2 separate regions of the Mus musculus genome follow, and region 1 is linked to region 2. Evidence: chromatin contacts called from public Micro-C data. All regions are on one chromosome and are shown on one strand. The core of a region is the stretch at or near the end of the contact, and the rest is flanking DNA. Distances in the headings are between cores, read along the strand shown.

Region 1 (3,119 bases), core at 603-3,102, 200 kb before region 2:
TTTTCCTTGAAAGCCACACCCAAGTAGACATTCTGCCTGGGACTCTGCCTCCTGGAGACTCCAAATGACTTCCTAACAGGGCTTCCCAGCCTGCTTCTTCTGTGTTCCGAGCATCTCCCTGGATGATGTTCTGCCTTTTACCTACCCACACATTATTTGCTATCTACTCTTACACTTGGGCTTGCTGTCTATTTAATAAACTCACTCATTCAACACTGCAAACATGAACATCGTGGGTCATTTTCTGGACCACACAGCAGCAGAGTGGGGCATGGGCCACGGGGGGGATCTTTCCTTGTGAGAAGTGTTTGCTCAATTGAGGTGAGTTTCATTGTGTGCCCTTTCCTTCACGGGAGGGCAGTCCAGGTTGGCAAACCTACAGTTCCAGAACATTTTGTGTGAGCCACTGTAGTGTGTGATTTCTAGTTGAGCCCCCTCTACCGTGCAAATCAGGGTCTCTCTAATAAGGATGTAGGAAAGTCCAGACCTGGTCAAAGGGTCATCACAGGGTACAACAGCTAGCAGTTTGGGATTCCTGGCTCCTGCTTGTGAGAATTCCCCTATGAGGACAAGTTTCTGCCACAATGATCTCCTCTGCACCCCCAGTCTCAACAGAACTATATGAAATGGATAGAATCTCTATTTTCCAGGAACCTCTCATGGGCCAGGGACATCTTTGTGGCCTCTCTATCTCCACACCATCATAAAGAGACATGATATCCTGAAGCTACAGCCCCATTTCTAGTGTTAACACTGTCCCTGGGGCTCGGCATCTCCCTTCAGGTTCCCAGACAGTGGGATCTCTGAGGAAATTCTGTGACTTTTGCCTGTGCATAAATTCCATTCTAATGGGAAGAGTTTGGACTTTCCAGAAACAAAAGCCAGTAACTCAGGCAAGGGCTTACTTTAGCCTGACCATGCTGTCTCATGGAGACAACAAAACCCTGAGCCTAGATTGGGAAGAAGACAGAGAGGGAAAACCTAGAGAGAGTAAAAAAAAAGAAAAGCAAGAAAAATGGGTATCTCGATATATGGCTTGGCCCAAGGGCAATATTTGTTCAGCCATGATGGTTTGATGTGTTAGCAAGGCAGAGGTAGGTGGTATTTCACCCAGTGACCTTCAGACTCAAGTCACAGCATAAAACAGAGCAGCGTGGCAGGCTCCAGGCAGGGGGATGTGGAGAAGTGACCTTCAGGCTCAGCGTGGAGGAAGCTGGTCCCATACCATCCCATTAGTACTAAGCCACAATTGATCACCACAGCAAATCAATGCAAGCGAGGTCCCTTCCAAAGCTCTCTACAAATCGGCTGTATCGTGAAATACGAGCTTGTGAAGTTTCTCATTTTGTACAATTCTGACATTTCTTGCCATGTGATTAAAATATAATAAGATCAAATAGAAAATACTATTTGCTCAATCACCTGCAAACCTAACACAGTCAATACTGCAATTCCATCCAGGAAGAAGCCATTTCCTAGACTCCATAAAGAAGCCCACATTTAAATTTCATGTTCTCCGCTGTTACTGTGAAAAATTACATGTTTTAAATATAGGACAAATACAGGCCAGGCCAATTCTTGTTATAATAAATTTTATTTCAACATTCTCAGTAAATAAAACCTCCAAGCCCTGGCCAATGAATGGCTGCCTCAAGGCTCATTCAATAATACATAATTCCATTCCAAATAATGATTTGTTCATTTCCTTTGAAGTCTGATTCAAGTCCCTTTCCCCTGAGAAAGCCCAGGTTTCCAACTAGCGTTTCCTCCTTCCATGCTTCTTAGAACACAGAACACCTTTGAGTGTGTGCCCCTTCTCTTCCTGCTGTGAGTGGGCAGCTCTTCAAGATCAAAGAACTGTTACAACCACCACTGGCCTGCATTCCTGGCTACCTTGCCAGTGTTCCACAGGAAGCAGGTACTCCACAGCTATTTCCTGATCGAAAGAGCCCATAATGATAGCGTTTAACCCATGGCAGGTTTTCCACCCATCCATCTCCCAACACTGCTAGAATCCCCATCATACCAGCCATTTCTAGTGAAGACGTGATGTTATCCTCAGAGACCTCCACACACACACACAGTCATTTTACACACTGTCAGCTTCATCTATTAATTTTCTTACTGTCAGAGACAGTTAAGGGAGCCTTTGTGGAAATGTCTAAGGATCTGTAAAACAGAAGCATATTTGTTTGGCTTCCCCTGGTGCATGGGGCTTAGGAGCTGTGCAATCATAAGTATCAGAGTGAGCTCGGTGGCTTTCCCATAATTGACTTGGGGAGGCAAGAATACAATTCGGAAACAGAGTGCTTTCTTGGGGCCCTAGTACTCTCTAGTCCAGAGATCATTTGAAAACAAAAAGCAAACCTAAATCTTCAAGCCAGATGCTTCCAGATCGAGACCAGCTTTTAACCCTGTACTACAGGTAAGATTAGCTTCTAGTCCAAGTGTTTGACAATGCAAAGAGCCCCCACCCACCCACCTACCCCAGCCTTGCCACCCTGTGATTTTAAAGGACTCTCAGAACTAAATTAAGCAGGTGCCAGGTCAGGATATCAGCCTCTGGGCAGGCAACCTGGGTCTCTAAGTAGAGGAAGAGTCCTTGAGTCCAGGAAACAGGATCTGGTAGGCCCTCCTGGCCACATGTGAGAGCCATGAGCAACAGTTCCTAGAACTTGGTAGAGAAAGGTTCCCACACAGACTGCCTGTCCTTTGAGTGAGCGGTCCTCCGCAGGCTCCTGTGTCCTAACACTTGGTCCCCAGAAGGTGGTGGTGGTATTTGTGAAGGTTGCTAACAAGGCAGACTCTAATAGAGGAAGAAGTAGGTCACTGTGGGGATCTAACTGGTCCCTGCCATGCCTTCATCCCCCATGATGGACTGCCATGACCTCTGAAACCATAAACTGAAGAGAACCTTTCATTGATTTAAGTTGCTTCTTGTCAAGAGTTTTGTCATAGCCAAGTGACTAATATGGCGCCTGTGACCAGGGACTAGGTAGCCCCTTGGCAGCTTTGGTCCCAGGTTATAGAGACGTCAGGTTGAATGGAGACTTCTAGAACTAAGATGATCCTCAGAAACTAACTTGTCCTGGCCTTGAGGATCAGAAAGTACTCAATTC
Region 2 (3,050 bases), core at 256-2,755:
AGAAAAAAAAAATGTCTCTTCCTCCCCCTACTGCTGCTATCTTTGCCAAGATTATCTTTGCCCAGGCCCAGATACCAAAAACCTCTCCCCATGGAAAAATACATCAGCCTTCAGAGTCTGAACAGGCTCCAATGTTGTCACACAGACCCACACCTGGAACCCGGTGGGAACAGGGCAGTCATACGGAGTCCTGCCTCCTCCCCACAGGTCGGAGTGGCCAGAACCTGGTACCACCACATTCCAACAACACTCATTCCCTTCATCTCTAAAATGGCACCTGGGCACTGTGGATCCCCAGCTCTAGGAAAGGGCAGAACTGTCCCATGGGCTTCAAGCCTCACCAACCCTAGCCATCCTAGACTTGCCCGCTGACCCAGCCACCCAAAATGCCTGTCCCTAAGCCACAGTGCCAAGGTCACATGGGGTTAGGCACATTCTCAGTCTTTGATTCTGGCCAGGTTGCTGGCTCCCTGTGTATCTCTAAGTGTCTTACTTAGGGTCTGCATTGCTGTGAAGAGTCACCATGACCAAAGCAACTCTTATAAAGGACAACATTTAATTGGGGTTGACTTACTGGTTCAGAGGTTCAGTCCGTTATCATCAAGGCAGGAAACATGACAAGCATGGCACTGTAGGAGCTGGAGATTCTACATCTTATTCTAAAGGCAACCAGAAGAAGACCGTGTCCCAGGCAGCTAGGAGGAGGCTCTCAAAGCCCACCCTTACAGTGACACACTTCCTCCAAAAAGGTCACACCACCTAACAGTACCACTCCCTATGTGCCAAGCATATTCAAACCACCACACTAAGGAAGCAGTCCCCAAGTCCCCTTGATGAAGTCGGTCAACATCATCAGCTGAGGCCAAACCAACGTTCAAGTCCACAGTTGTCCTTCACCCTCGGTGGAGCCATGGACAACACTGCCTGAACTCAAGACAAATTGAGGGACATTGATGGATCCCAAGCTTATGCCAGGTTTGGGGCAAGTGAGGATGGAGGTGGGGGTTCCTTCTGAGCTCCTGTCTGTGTAGACTTGGGTTCCCTGTCAAAGCCAGTAGCAATTCCAGGATCTGGTGGAAATGCTAAAAAAAAAAAAAAATAGAGAAAGTGTGCTCTGTGGTGTAGTCACACTGCCCTCTGCTGGACAAACTTAACACGACAAGGAGAACCTGTATTTGTGGACATTAGACAACTACACAAGTAGGCGCTCAGTGTTTGTTGTTTAGTTATTTGTCATGAACGCTCATGAGCATCAGAGAAGGGACAATGGAGTTTGAGCTGAGAAGGGCGAGGAGAAAGAGATCCTGGACCAGGCTTGGGAAATGGCCAGGATCAGGCGAGCCTGAAGGGAAGAGTGTCTGAGCCTGGGCAGAGGAGCCAAAAGGACACGTGCCACTTTTGTTTGAAGAAAATGTGCATGGTCTCTGCTTAGAGGTGGATGGGGAAGCTGTTGCCTATACCCTGTGGGCCCCTCCCCTTCCAGGGCTAGCTCTAGCCAGCCCTGCCGCCTATTTCCCAGAACAGACTCTGCAGTCCCAAAGGCTCCCACGCTGAGACACCAGCTCCCCTGACTGGCCTTAAGCTACAGGGGCTGAATCTCAAATGAGCCACCAAGACCTCGCTGTTTTCGGCTCCATCGAGATAAGAAAACACCACGAGAAGTAATTGACAAGAGTTAATAATTTAACAATGCAATAGACCTTGTAATTAAAAATAAGCTGAAGGAGCTCACAAAGTGATTACAGTGGTGTTTCAAGGCCCAATTACATCAAAAGTGCCTCTCGCTGCGTCAAAAGAGAGAAGCGGGCCAAGAGGACAAGTCAGGAAAGAGGCCCACTAGGGCACAATCATTAACTACGAGTGTCACCTCTAGGCTGTAAAAACACGTCAGGTACACATGGCCAGTACTGGCTGACACCTTCCCCCAGCCCAAGACATTTAGGAACTGCCCCCAGCCCCTTCCCCCTTCTCCCTTTTCTGGGGAAGCGTCTGAAAAATCTCAAGCCTTGCCCCATCTCTCCCCACCCCCTCTGAAGTCTCAGATTCTTTTCCTTCCGGTGAGCTTTAGTGGGCAATATCAAACAGCTCCCTTGATTTATGCACCAAGCCAATGAATAAAACACTGTTCTTCTCCAAAGCCAGCACCCATGCCCACTGTGCTGAGAGAAGTTTGCCTTACAGCCGTCACCCGGGTCACGGCCTCTTGGAACTCTGGGTAAAGTTTTCTCTGTCTTCGTAGAGCCAATGCTGGTCTCTCTGTTCAGTTACCCGTTCTATCCTGAAATCACAACACTCCACCAGGTCCAGATATTTGTACTTAGAGGCTTTGGGGATGAAATCTCCAGACCTGATTTTTTTCTTTAATTTTAATGCATGAGCCCCTGTCATCTTCAATAATCCTGGTTATCCTTTTACAGATACTTTCTCCCTAGAAATAAATAGCTGTTTTCTGATAAATCTAAGCCCACCCATGGACGGCACTGTGTATATTAACACCATCCTGCCCCTAGTGATGGAGAGGGCTGGGTGACACAGCAGGAGACACGGAGAGCAAGGATGGGCAGCCGGGCAAGGGATGACCAAGGTGTGTTCCACACTGACGGTTTATCCACCGCTGTGGCCAAAACAACTCTGAGATGACAGCTCTGCCTGCTTTTCCTTTTTTATACCAGAGTCAAAGGGCTCAAAGACCATGACCAGGGAAGAAAGGCAGGGGTGTACGTACAAGGTACAGTGAAGAAGCCAAGCACGTGTTTCTGCAAACCTAGCAGTTTCCTGGAGCCTGAGGCAAAGGACTGCTCAGAGACCCCTGCCCCCTTCAACAGAAACTGAAATTTCAGAGAAAAGAAAGGCACAAGAACCACAGGCCCGATGCCATTTCCTGTCCCAGTGTGAGTGGGCTCAGGACACAAAAAAAAAAGAGAGCTACCCCTTTCTACTTCTTAGAAACCTACCCACTGGGGTCTAGATGGCTCAGTGGTTAGAGGCATGTACTGCTCCGGCAGAAGATCCGAGTGTGGTTCCCAGGGCCCAAGCCAGGTGGCTCATGT

What was found. A called contact is a pair of places that touch in the nucleus more often than the background predicts.
Region 1: a contact with region 2 is called in a Micro-C map of embryonic stem cells, with 3 times the contacts expected there. The contact joins two enhancer-like sites. A contact is called at or near these places in 6 of 15 datasets of contacts at CTCF or cohesin (CD8 T cells, the NIH/3T3 cell line, embryonic stem cells and 1 more), 74 of 484 Hi-C or Micro-C datasets (the AML12 cell line, the AtT-20 cell line, B cells and 31 more) and 3 of 115 datasets of contacts at active chromatin or transcription factors (all in embryonic stem cells).

Annotation. Positions count from the first base shown.
Region 1 is chr11:52,621,799-52,624,917 of GRCm38.p6, reverse strand. The region is part of intron 1 of Gm30366 (a long non-coding RNA gene); the gene reads right to left. Among named protein-coding and RNA genes, the nearest start is that of Gm30366, 44 kb to the right of the region's middle. Within about 2 kb of position 1,852, at least 2 of the 459 cell types and tissues checked have an H3K27ac peak or open chromatin away from gene starts, as enhancers often do.
Region 2 is chr11:52,419,671-52,422,720 of GRCm38.p6, reverse strand. No RefSeq gene overlaps it. Among named protein-coding and RNA genes, the nearest start is that of 9530068E07Rik, 25 kb to the right of the region's middle. Within about 2 kb of position 1,505, at least 3 of the 459 cell types and tissues checked have an H3K27ac peak or open chromatin away from gene starts, as enhancers often do.